Linked DNA regions of Mus musculus: region 1 is linked to region 2. The links are chromatin contacts, called in public ChIA-PET maps. All regions are on one chromosome and are shown on one strand. The core of a region is the stretch at or near the end of the contact, and the rest is flanking DNA. Distances in the headings are between cores, read along the strand shown.

Region 1 (6,752 bases), core at 1,144-3,643, 350 kb before region 2:
TTGTCTCTCCAAGTTATGATCAGGGAGGACCAAGGACCACACTGTTTAGTTTCCCTCTACGGCATTTTATCAGTAAATGTCTGTACTCTGGAATAAATTTCGGATGAGCAAGCCAAAGTGGACTAAGTAATGTGAGTCCGGGTGAGGTGAGGTGAGGTGAGGTGATGCTGTTGACTTAACAGAACACCTGAGGGGTTGTTCTGCTACTGATAGGCATTGGTTCTCTGGGTGCCAAGACTGTATCACGGAACGGCTCCAGGAATAGTCGGGCACTGAGGCTACCAGATCTTATTTGCCATGGTTAATCCTGACTGTCAACTCAATCAGATTGAGAGATGTCTAGAAGATCTGTAAAGAATACTCCTAGGGGAGCTCTGGAGATGTTTCTAGAAAGAAATAACTAAGGCAGGGATGACCCCTCTCGGGTCTGTGTCAGCATCCCAGTCGCCAGGCCCAGGATAGAATAGAAGGGGAGACTGCTGGAGGAGGGCTTCCTCAGTCTGTTTCCTGGCTGCCCCCACCTTTTGAAGCCTGTAGCATCCCTGAAAATGCTGAATGTCTCCTTATACCTACCATGCTATCCAGGAAGTTCTCTGTGATTGAAATAAAAATTTCAGTCCATCTTCTCTTGCTTTACTACAGGATTCTTCACTCATCCCTCAAGGCATGGCTTAGATTTTTCTGTCATTGTGATTGTTTTCTAAATCCCCCTCCCCCATCCTGACCATTCTGGCCGGTAGTAACTGCTACCTCCCCCTCCCTGGGCTTTCAAAGCCTACTGCTTCCCTTCCACACAACTTGCCACACAACTTCACTGTGCCAGGTGGTCTCATGAAAGTTTCTTGTGCTGTCTGAAGCTTTCGGCTGCATCATCTGTAGAATGTAAACACAACCAGTCCCACCTCATAGGGTCACTGTAAAAAACGCCACGGCACTTGGCGGCATGTGGTGAAGTATACATTTACTACTAACACTCGAGGCAGGGGCAGGGACAGGGACAGAGGCAGGGGCAGGGACAGAGACAGGAGCAGGGGCAGAGGGAGTCTCCGTCACGAGTTCCAGGCCAGCCAGCCAGGGCTATGTAATGAGATCCTGTCTCAGAGAGCAAGGAAGAGTGAGAGAGAGAGACAGAGAGACAGACAGAGAGAGACAGAGAGGGAGAAAGGGAACTTTCTAAGTCCTTGCTTAGCACAGTGCTGGGAACACAGTAAGGACTCAAAATCAGTGGTAGCCACTGTCACTGCTATAGTAATCATCACAATTATTCATCATATGGAACCACGGCTTGGCAATATTAGCTGTGAGAACTGAAGTCTGTCTCTCTTTGCTCTACTTCCTTTTTTGACATTTGCTTACTCATTTATTGTGTCACTTATAAAAGATGATTATGACCTTGTGTGACCAAATGTAGCTGCTTTCTCATTCAGGTATATGTATGCTGTATGGAGGTTGTAATTATTTGTTTTTTTTTTTTTTTTTTTTTTGATGAAGGTACTGAAAGGTCTGAAGAACCACAGCTCTGACTCTCATTGACTTTTTTGAATTAGGACAAAGCAACAGCCAACTCTGATCCCTGTAAAGAGCATTAGTGAGGCAGAACTGGGCCTCATTCCATTGTTCCACAGACATTTGCAAATGATCGTAGAGATAAGTCTGGTGAATCAGTTGGGTGAGGTAGAAAGAATAAAGGGCTCAGTTCAAGCCTTGACAGTGATCTTTAACTCTAAGCCTCAAGTGCCCTCTCAGCAAAATGGGAGCACTAGTAGCTCCCACAGCTCAGGACTGTTACAGAGATGAAATCATACTATGCATAGAAAGAACACACGTGTTTATGGTACATTGCTGGTAGTCAGTAACTATCCAAACACATCTTGATGCAGGAGTTGGAAGGGTCTCAGATGATGTTGATCAGGGTCTCTAGACACAGAGCCTGAAAAAGAAAAAAAATATTTTTGTTTTGTTGTTGTTTTTTGTGAAAGTGACTTACTGAAGGAATATAACTTTTAAGAATAGCTCATAGGAAAACATAGCAAGGGAGAAGCCAAAGAACTTTGAGAAATGGTAGATTCTACCCTCAGTCTGACTCATGAGGGCCCAAGGGCATCCACAGAGCAGAGCACTTCCCCCACTTCCCCCACCCAGGCAGAGGCTGGCTCTTTTAAGTCTCCTATCAGTCACTCTGCAGATTGACTAGTGAATAGATAGATTCTTTAGCTTGAGCTCAGATAACATGAAAGGAAACAGGAGCTTGCAAGAGCAAAAAAAAAAAAAAAACCAAAAAAAACCAAAACCAAAACCAAAAAAACCAAACAAGTTGGGGAGAGGATGTTGGGATGGGAGCTGAAGACTTACAGAGTTTACCACACAGCCAATGGGAGCCGCTGAACTCTCATGAGTGGGGGCTGTAACTTGATAATGGGTGAGCCAGGTGCCTCGATGATCCTTTTATGGCATCTCTTTGTTGTCAGGCTGAAGATCACATTTTCTGCCCTGACCTTCAACCAGCTACTTTAATTGGAGCCCAATCCTGCCCCATCTCTTCAGGCTCAGTGTACCCTGGTGGTAGTATTGCACAGATGCCCAGCAGAGCCATCTGGGCTGCGCCTGTCCACCCCCCAGCCCCACCCATACTCACACACTTTAGGATCTTGGGAAAGCTGCTCCTTGTTTGCAAGGCAGTCATTAAAGACTAGATGGGACTGATAATTTTTATGGCCTGAAAAGACGGTAGGAGTTAACGGCAAAAGGGAGCCTTATCCACACAATGGCAGGGCCGTGCACAGGAGCATATTTCCACCCAGGGCCAGGATGTGCTTGCGGTCTGTTTCCTGTGTGTGGATGACAGTGTCACCAGCCAGCTTCCTGCTTCTGTTAGCACGCCATGCCTTACCCGACATTACGGACTCTGGAGCCTCAAGCCAGATCAGCTCGTTTTTCCTTGCCTTGCTTTTGTCCGTACCATCTTATCACAGCGACAGAAAAGTAACCTAGAAACTGATACCAGCGCGGCAGGGAACATGATTTCTGTGTTTTGGAGGGATGTAGAAGATTCTGGAACTTTGGAGTAAAAAAAAAAAAATGTTGAATGTTATAAGCAGAGCTTTGTGGGTGTTCTGGTAGGAGCCTGGAAGACAGTAATGAGGTCAGAGAGAGAGTCCAGCTCTAGAGGGTTCAGAGGGATACAAGGATTCTACCAACAAGTAGGCTGGTAAAGACTCTGGCTACCTTCTGCCCATGTCCCAAGAACGCGGCTGAGGGTAAATGAAAATGTGATAGGCTGATTTTATTGGCAGAGGAGATCTCAGGCAGTGTGATGTTGAGTCTGTGGAATGCTTATAACCAGTTACTCTCATACAGCCCTATAATGAAAAGTTGCAACAAATGAGGCAGAAAGAAGTGGGGAAATTGTGCAGTTTGGTGAAAAAAAATCACCAGAAAGCTTAGTAGTCTAGCTTAAGTCATGCAATGAAGAAGGGGCTGGGTTTAGCATGCTAAGTGGGCAGCCCAGTATGTATGGAAAGCACAAACTGGAGTCAGCGGGTTGTATGTGCAGGTTGTGTGTGTGAGTGTGTAGACACAGGCGCACCCCTGTGTACATAGACGCTTAGAGAAAAGGACATGAGTTTGAGAAGGGTGTTACTGGGGACTTGAAAGGAGTTGGAGGGGGAGAGGGAGTGGGGGAAATGATGTAAATACAATGTACTCATATATAAAATTCTCAAAGAATTTAAATAAACATTGAAATTAAAAATATAAAATGGAGATTTTAAAATACATAATTAAAAATTTTAAAGGCTAGACAGGAATATTATGTGGCCAGCAAAATTGCTGAGTTTCTCAGGTACCTCAGCCTCTATAGAAAGAATCATTTCTCAATTAAAATAGTGTGGTCTAGAGAGACGAGTCATAAAATATCAACAATTTCAAACTTTTATGCCCTTGTGAAAAATGTTACATGTTTTATTTTACGAAAATAATATGACTTCATTAAATGCATTTTAAAAAGCAAAGATTTTAGAGATATATTTAGCTAGGAAACAAGATTAAAGTGAATGAATATGTATCAAAAATTCTACTGGGATTAACCATAATATCTAGGCAGTATGAACACTTTGAAACTTTCCATAAATGTATATATAGTGATGTTACTTTTAATTTTCGTAAATTATTTTTGAGGTACTATTGTTATTTTTACTATTATTCTTATGTCGTTATTTTGTGTGAGGGAAGGAAGCACTAAGGAACATGGACTTCAGAAGACAACCGGCTAGAATCAGTTCTGGTCTCCTACCTACCATGTGTATCTTAGGAAATTAAACTCAAGTTGTTGTATGTCTGTTGCTAACTGTGGCCTTCACCTACTACGTCATTTTAACAGCCTTGGTTTTGAGATAGGTTTTTAAGCAAGAGGATTTCAAAGGTTCCTCAGTATAATGAAAACCAAGCAAACACTTCAAATACTTGATACAATTACTCAATTTGGATTCCTTTGCATCTCCTTTCATACTCAAAGCCATAGATTATGGAGTCTCTCTAAGTCTGTCTTCAACCTGGAAGCAGGGCCCCAACACTGGTGACACAGTTGGACTCAGGCTGCTGCTCTGCCTCTAGGGGATGGGAGTGGGGGTGGGGGGGGGCTGTACTTCCTTGCTCTGTTTTCTCACACATCTCCTTGTAGACTTACTTCTGAGGCTGTCTAAATTGAAACACACTGTGTGCTGCCATGATGTCTGAAGCACTTGCATGGATCGGTTCACCTAACCCTACACCTGTCGTGGATGAAGAAACAGGCTCAGCTGAAGAGAAGTTTCTGGAAAGTGTGTGGTTCAAAAGCAGGGATGCTTGTGTCATTAACCTCATTATGTTTCCCTTTCCTGTCCTGCTCCAACTGCCGGATTTTCTGCGAGCACTTAGGGTCACTCAAGAATTTTGTCAGTCGCTCTCTTGTCCTGAGTTCACACCTTTGTTGATAGGACTGGAGAAGAAGCTTCGGTGCCTAGATTCCAAGTGGAACGAGTCAGAGAGCGGTGTAGCATGTGGGCTTATGGCAACAACTATGAGCTCTTGTGGTTGGGCAAGCCATATGCTAAGCCTTGCTGCTTGGTTGAAGGTGAATAGAATTTCTGGAAAGAGCAGTATTGGAATACTTCTCATGTTGTGCTGGGAGACCAGGTTTTCAAAATGGAAAATTTCTTTAAAAATGGAAGCAGGGTTTGCAGGGCTCGGACTCAGCAGCTGAGAGTACCTGCTGCTTTTATGGCGGACCCAAGTTCAATTCCTAGCACACAAATCAGATGGTTGAAAACCATTCCAATTCCAGGAGATCCAGTGCCCTCTCCTGTCTTATGTGAGCATCTGCATATATGTGATATATGCTCATACAGGGGCACTTGAACCAGTGCATAAGTATGCAGAGGCACACGCGTGTGCGCACACACACACACACACACACACAAACATGTACACATACACATACACGTAGAGAGCTTTAAAAAGACCATGCCATATCTTTTGTATACTTTATATGATTATTTTAAGTACTAAATTAAAGTTTTTTAAATTATACTACAAAATGTATGTTACTCTATGTATTTTGATTATTTTGTAAGTAACCACAGACCAATCCCTCATATGTGTAGTCTTCGTGGTACTATTTAATTTGTTTCATTTTATTTTATTGATCTCTCATAGACTGCTCCCTGGACTTTAACACTTCCTCATTTTAATCCGGTTGGGCTGCTGCAGATAAACAAGAAAAAAAAAGTGGTGTAAAGAAACCTATCTGCTCACAGAACTGGTGTTTCAGGGTCAGGTGCAGCATGGAGGACCCCTCCCTGTGGTGATGACATCCTTGATGTTTTCACATGACGGGGCTGGGGTAGTAGTGTTCAAGCTCAGTGGTGTCCCAAGCCCCTTGGACTCTCTTCCGTTAAGAGCATCAAATCCACTCACTCGAAGGCCTTGTGATAGTTAATCTTCTCTGCCAGCATCACTGGAGTGAAAATCTTCTATTAGATTGGGCCCACCTGTTGCTGTATCCATTTCCAGCGGATTCACTGATGGAGGAAGACCCATCCTGAGTGTGAATAGCACCATCTATTATGGACGAGTCTCAACAGAAGGAAGGGGAGAAAGAATGGAACCATGCCAGAGCCCCCCTTCTCTGTTTTCCTGTGTGCTGCTGTGAGCTGAGCTCCCCCAACATGCCTGCTCTGCCACCATGGTCTGAATGCCCTGGAACTGGAGCCAAAATAAGTCCTTCCTTCTCCCAGTCGGTTCTTTATATATCATGCAATAGTGATGGGAAAAGTAGCAGATACAAACCCGGGGGTCTCCCAAAGGCCCAGCTCTGAAATATGCTCAACCTAAGAACTGGGGCTTCAACATCTGAATTTTAAGGATTCATAGTTCAAGCCCTTTCCTTCCTTCACATGAGGTCATAAAGGATACAGACGTATGTTCAATACGTCTGTTCCACTCTAAATCGGTGAATTATTCCTTTAAGACCTTTAAGACGAACATTTAAGACCACACTGTCTGGAGACTGGGTTTGAGTGTTCATGTCTTGAATCTAGCACTTCTCACAATAGACACTCTTTTTTGATGTTTCCTGCCCTCTTCTCTCACTCTTGGGGAGATCCAATCTGAGAACTGTCTTCCTTGGGAGTGGTTTCTTTATAAAAGGCCCTAGCAACAGATCCTGTGTTTTTCCCACACAGAAGTTCAAGAGTTAGCAAAGGCCTTGTTTTAAG
Region 2 (6,726 bases), core at 3,901-6,400:
GGCTGGAGCACCCCTCTCTTTGCCTCCAGCTTCTCTTATCTTGCCAACTCCCCAGAGTGGCTGTGATAAGCTTCCCGAAGTGACTGTCCACCCCACGGTCAGCCACCACACCACCCATCAGCCAAGTCAATCCAAACTCTTGAACCTCGTAATTAAACGGTCAGACTTATGTATCAGTAAATTCTCAATTTACAAGATGCCAATACAATAATTTCAGAAACAATTGATAATGATGAAAGCTTTATCCCAATTATTCAAACCTTATGATATCATAACTACCTGTGACTGGTTAAAGCCATACTGGTTCACATCTGCCTCAATGTTGGCCTTCCTCTGCCTCCCCTGAGCCATTCTCTGTCTCCCGCAACTCTTAGCTCCGCCTCCCTTTTCCCTGTCCAATCACAGGCCTCCTGCTGACCTAATGTGATAGGACAGGAAAACTCCTGTAACAAGTTATTACTTACTAAAATCTGAGTTCCATTTTTGCTGCCCTAGACCCAGTCATGCTGCATCCCCCTGGCTCCTACATGGAAGCTATGTTCTCTGTTCCACGCCTTCTCAGGCATGGTGTCTTGGTTCTCCTTCCAGCATGGCAGATCTCTCCCTCCTTCTTCCTCCATCCCTTGCCCAGGGAATCCTAAAAGGCCTGCCTCTGTCTCCTGCCCAGCCATTGGCCGCCAGCAACTTTACTTACCAATCAAAACCAACTAGGGGAGGGACCCTCAGTATCATGAAGATGTGTGGATTTCTTGTGCAGTTTGGGGGACTTAGATTAACATAGTACAATCAGCACTAGACCAAGCCCACAACACTCACCCTCCAAACTTTATGCTCAGTTTAAAATACAGCTATAAAGCTGCATCTTCCTGCAACTAATTTTGCTGATTTAACGTAATAAAGGGTCTTTTCAAAGCTAGCCAATTTATATTTTCTCGTGTTAAACTCTCGATCATTTTTACAATTACAAAATCATTTTCATGAATTCTAGTACTTACCTTCCTACAGAAGGTGTGTGTGTGTGTGTGTGTGTGTGTGTGTGTGTGTGTGTGTGTGTGTGTTGTGTTGTGTTTAGAATATATAACAGACATGCAAATGTATAACAAAAAGGGATTTGGCTGTACCAGTTGCTGCTGGGAGGTGGAGGAGTGGATCACAGGTCTCCTGTACACTCAGAAATAAAGTATGGCACTTTAAGCTCTATGGGAGAAACAAACTTCTCTTTGCTTTTATTTTATTATAGGGAAATACAGACTTGTAGTGTAGTTCAGGAGCCAAGTAGCTAGCTAGACCTCAGGTTGGAGCTTGTTAGTGTGAAATAAAAGGAACAGCCGCTGCAGCTCTGCTGTAATAAACAAGAGGGTTTAACAAACCCACGTGCTGTGCACGGAGAGCCGTCACAGAGTGTTGCTCCCCCATAGCCCAGTGTGATCCAGGCGCTTATACCTACTTCCTCATGGTGGAGGGGGCAAAACTGGAGTCTAAACTGTGAGGGGCAGTAAACGGTTCTAGGTAAATGAGCAGCCCTGGGGCTCAGATCATAAAAAGTGCCTGGAACCAAGTGGGCTAGACATAGACAGGGACTCATGCACAAATCTGAGTAGTGTGTTTCTACTTTCTCCTGCTGAACCGAGGTTAGTCCATGACAGCGAGAGAAGTGGCAAAGGCAATTGCATTATTCTTTCGAGAGTCTGATCTTTAGACAGATATGGGAACTTCAGAAACCTCTTCCAGCATCTGCTACTCTTTGGGGGCCTTAATTTTGAACTACCAGGGTACCCCGTTTTAGGGTGGACTCTATGGATTTCTTCACTAGAAGTGCAGAAGTGGGCCAGGTGTATGTGTTGTCCCCCTAGCCGGCTGTGTAGGACCTCATGCAGACTGAGGGAGTAGCAGACTTGGGATCAGCTTGAGCTCTGTAGAAAGACACTGTTAAAAAGCAAACAAACCGCAACAGCAGAAACAGAACTGTGGCGCCCACTCCAGCCTGCTGAAGCCTGGCTCCCGTTTTCCTGAGTGCCCTGGGTATGCTTTCGAAATGTCCTAAGCTTGAGGAAGTGCTGTGCTAGAGTCACTGAAATGGGAGCCTTCTGTGTCTACTGCGAGACAGCACAAGATGCAGTATCTCAAAGGCAGGCGATGGGAAAGGACAGCTGTGCCGGAGGAGCCTTTTGAGTTATGTCTAGAGAAGAGATGACCTTGGGCTTGCGTTTATGAGAGAAGAAGTGTGTGGGGTTGGGTAACAAGTAAGGTCTTTTACGTTTTGCTAGGACGCTGCACGTGGTGCCTATGTGCTTGGTTTGGATTTATTTATTTATTTATTTATTTATTTATTTATTTATTAAGTGGATGAGTGCTTGCCTGATGCATTTATGTGTAACCATGTGCATGTTTGGTGCCTGTGGAGGTCAGAAGGGGACATTGGGAGCTCGAGTTACAGTGGCTATGAGCTGCTTGCATTAACTTCTTCTGATATTAAGTTCTTCTGATTTTGAGGCTCCATTCATTGCTTTAGGGTCAACACCTCTTTCCTTGGGCTTCACCCTTCTCATCTGAACCACAGAAGGGGCAGGCACTACCTACTTCTGGCCAAGGGCAAGCAGGGAATCTTTAGTTATGCTCACAAGAGGTACCTGCTGGTAAAAAGTTAAAGTAAGAAAGTCCGAGGGTGTTCACTTGGGGTTTTTGTTGTTGTTTTATTTTGTAGAAAATGTAATCACAATCCAGGGGTTGTGCCTGTGACCATTTAGCTCCTGGATAAAAGGCACACGCAAGCTTTAGATTTACAATAAGCCTTAAACATCACAAGAGCTGGGCAGATACCTATTCTATACTATTATTACATATCCCGTGCTATTACAATCTACTTTCCCATCAATAACCCCGAGTTCTTACTCAATATGTTTCATCTGGGCTGCTCCTAACTCCAACTGGCCAGCCCTCAGGCCATGTTTTCTTGACTCCTAACCCATGGTGACTTTTTCTTCCTCATTTTTTGTTTTGTTTTGTTTTAAATCTTTTCTTGCTTATTTAGCTTTCCAGTTTTGAAAATGGGTTTGAAATATGGAGAGAAGAAAGCATCTGTGGTTGTCCTGCCCAGGTCTATTAACATCTTGGTGTTCTACTCATTGTTCCCTTGAACAGAGCTCCTGTGGGCATTTACATACAAGTCCTCGTATGTTTATTCCTTAGTGGGTGAACACTGAGTGCAAACTCAAGCCAGATGCACCTCACAGGTACTATGTGTCAGACCTCATGTGGAACCATCAACACAGTGTGCAAGCAGCAACACAACCCACGTTCATGTTCACATTGGCCTTAGTGCTGCTGGTTTGATGGACTTGAAGTGTTTGTCAGCACTTCAAATTGTTAGCATAGCTCTGTTAGTGAATGGAGGAGAGTGAACATCTTTTTTGTAATTTTCTTTTTTGTTTGTTTGGTTTTTGAGGCAGGGTTTCTCTGTGTAGCCCTGGCTATCCTGGAACTCACTCTGTAGACCAGGCTGGCCTCGAACTCAGAAATCTGCCTGCCTCTGCCTCCCTAGTGCTGGGATTAAAGGCGTGAGCCACCATGCCCAGCTATAATTTTCTTAAATGGTGGTGTATTTTTTTTTAAAGAGACTTACTTTCTTTCTATTTGTGTGTGTATACATGTGTGTGCATATGTATGCTGGTACCCGTAAACAGAAAAGGGCATTCGATCCTCTGGAGCTGGAGATACAGGCAGTTGTGAGTTGCCCAACGTAGATACTGGAAGTCAAACCTGGGTCCTCTACAAGAGCAGCAACCCCTCTTACATCTAAGTCATCTTTTCAGACCCCCGATGGCAGGTCTTATCATGATGTTATGTTTCTTCTTAGGATTTGTTAAGATTCTTGGAGTGTGTGTGTGTGTGTGTGTGTGTGTGTGTATGCTTATGTGTGTGAGTGTACATTCACCCATGTATGTATGTATGTTTTGATACTGTTTCACAAGACACATATATGTTTAAAATCTTTTTCTCTGTTTTAAATTTCATGATATTTGTAAGCAATATTTCTACATTTAAGCACTGTTGCCTTGCTCTGAAACATAACATTTGCTGTCAGTCATGTCCAGTATGGGATGGGTGCTGGAGACAGAACACATGGCCTTCTGCGTGCTAGACATGCACTGTACTGCGGAGCCACAACACCAGCCCTTCCGTTTCACATCTCCTAGACCCGTATGGCCTCTGCCTTTACTCTATGTCCCACATTCACAATCAGTGCGGAGCTCCGCCGCCACCCTGCTTCAGGCTCCAGCCTTGGTGGCCATCCCGAATTACATGCTACCTCTTGCTCTTGGTTCCTTCTCAGATACTCAGGTGCTGCTTCTCTGTGGTGGTGCGTGCGTGCGTGCGTGCGTGCGTGCGTGCGTGCGTGCGTGCGTACAGTGGTTTTCTAGCTTTGAATTGGACCAGGGTCACTTGTCTCTTCTCTTTCTATCCAATTGTTTTTTTCCTCCGCTCTATAAACAAAAGATACAAGAACCATCATTAACTGTGTCCCTCCCTAGTTCGGTCGAGTATAAGAAAGAGTTTTCTGTATTTTTATCGCTTCTCAGAGTAGCTACTGCTAGCTTTATGAGCCTGTTAACTTCAGTGTAGTGCAGTAGCACATGCCTGCAGTCGCAGCTCTTAGGTGACCTGAGCAGGAGGCCAGCCTGGCGGAGCTGTGCAACAGGACCCTGTTCCTTAGTTGGCCACTTCCTGCGCAGTCTGGCTGCTGCTGTGGTTTTAACTTGGTTGTGTTCTTATTGGTTTCACTCTGTATCAGGAATGTGGGCAGGGACTTCTGTGGCTCATTTCCCACCAGCACTGTGGGGAGGAGTTGATCGATCTTTCTTCTCTCCTCACTGAAGTAATCTCTCCCTGAGAACAGTTACCGTGCATGTTCATTGCTGTGCTTTTGATGGCAGAATCTCAAGGTGGAAAAGTCCTGGTGTAGCTGGTTACCAGGAACAGAAATTCACCAAGACTAGCTGGCAGAGAACCGGCTGAAAGTGTTGGCACTCACAGGAAATCATGAGAGACCACAGGGAACTCGGATCAAAACACTGCATTCCTGCCTCAGAGGGCCAGAAAGCTGTCAGAAGCCCTGGTGACCGAGAGCATCTGTGTCCTCTAGTTCCAGGGTTGTGCTGGCTTAGCTCTGGCATCTCTCCATTCTTCATGGCTAGCTAGCTCCTGTTCACGCAGTTCCTACTGTGTTATAGCTCGGCCTCTCCTTGGTCTTCTGCAACTGCTCTTCATGAGTTCTGTAGTAAGTGTACCCTGTGGTATTTGCTGGCTCAGCCCAGCCTTTTAGTTCTAGACCAGCAGTCCCACAGTGACAGGCCTCCTCATATTAGTTCTTACCCAGCCCTAATCCCTGTAGCCAAAAGATGGATGCCTTCACTGGCAGCTCCAGTTTCATGTTGCTGTGTAACAATCTACCTCAAAATTGGGGGCTTAGCCCCCCCATTATTCTATACATTAGCTGTGCTCAGCTGGGTGGTTTTCCTGATCCATGTGGTGGTGGTCAGGGCCAGGGGAAGGCTTTGCTTCATTGGGAGCTCACATGGCTTAGAAAATGGAGCAGGCTTTACTTGGCTGGCATCTCACCTAAGAGCTTGGGGTGTGTGTGTGTGTGTGTGTGTGTGTGTGTGTGTGTGTGTGTGGCAGGCTAAAGCAAGCTGCTTACAGCCCAAGCCGTCATCAGATGAAATACCCAGCTGGTCCTTCCCCCCGCCCCCCCCCCCATGCCCTGCACTGGCTGCCTTCAGAAAACAAGGATGAGAGGGAAACTCCAAAAGTAATTAGAGACTTATTCTCCCTGGGAACATAAGATTTCTGCCAAAAAAAGTCAATAAACCAGGTTGTGTCTGTACAGACATGATCTAGATCTTCTTCATGTATCCTGGGCACAGTGCTTACCTTAGAAACCTGAGGACTGTCACTCAATTCTTTTCTAAAATTTAATGTGGTGGCCCATGGATGACTCTTCCTCTAGATATTCTCGGCTGTTTTAGTGACTGTACTACAAGTGAGATCATATGTTGCCAGCTTTTCTGAGAAGCTGTACTTGACTGGAAGCTACTTTTCTATTTAAATAGTGTGTGAGTGGCTCAGAAAACCCGACAGTCCCAGTGTTCATCATTAGGCTTTTTTCACCACAGCATATCCCCCAAGACCTTACAGTGCGCAGTGATCTTAGCAAATGTGTGCTCACACAGAAGGTGCGTGGGGGAAGGGTCCTGTGTGTGCTGCTTCTCCTAGTACTGTCGGAGGTACAGAGCTGATCCTGAGCACTCCTCACTCTGCAGACCCTCTCTCTTTCCTCCTGGATCTTGGTCTGGAAGCTCTCCCTGATTTCCTGCTTTCTGGGTCCAAGCTGTGGCTCACTTCCGTGGTCCAACTGCTCCTGAAGCCTCCTCCCAACCTGTCACCAGAATGTCAGTGGATGAGGCTGCCTTCCCTATGACAGATCCATGACAGGGGCATGAGTCAGAGCCAGTTTAGAAAACATTATAGTCTAGATACCATGGTGCCCAGCAATGGCTGGGCTTGGTGGTAATATTTCCTGGGGTCACGGGGACAGCTGGGTAGAAGTCATGATTCCCGAAAGTCTTTGGACTTGCCAAGTTCCTTCCCTGCTCTCCTTTCTAGGCCCAGCTCAAACTCCTCCTCTGCAATGCTGCCTAGGAACCTCCATCTTAGGTGAATGAAACA

What was found. ChIA-PET counts read pairs in DNA pulled down with a chosen protein or histone mark.
Region 1: a contact with region 2 is called in an RNA polymerase II ChIA-PET map of memory CD8 T cells, with 8 read pairs. The contact joins two enhancer-like sites. A contact is called at or near these places in 2 of 484 Hi-C or Micro-C datasets (bone marrow-derived macrophages and nephron progenitors) and 1 of 115 datasets of contacts at active chromatin or transcription factors (memory CD8 T cells).

What each region holds. Positions count from the first base shown.
Region 1 is chr17:50,329,123-50,335,874 of GRCm38.p6, forward strand. No RefSeq gene overlaps it. Among named protein-coding and RNA genes, the nearest start is that of Dazl, 39 kb to the left of the region's middle. Within about 2 kb of position 2,394, at least 83 of the 459 cell types and tissues checked have an H3K27ac peak or open chromatin away from gene starts, as enhancers often do. A contact at or near this core is called in memory CD8 T cells, where this site is marked.
Region 2 is chr17:50,673,346-50,680,071 of GRCm38.p6, forward strand. All of the region lies in intron 5 of Plcl2 (phospholipase C-like 2), which reads left to right. Among named protein-coding and RNA genes, the nearest start is that of Gm41598, 110 kb to the right of the region's middle. Within about 2 kb of position 5,151, at least 149 of the 459 cell types and tissues checked have an H3K27ac peak or open chromatin away from gene starts, as enhancers often do. A contact at or near this core is called in memory CD8 T cells, where this site is marked.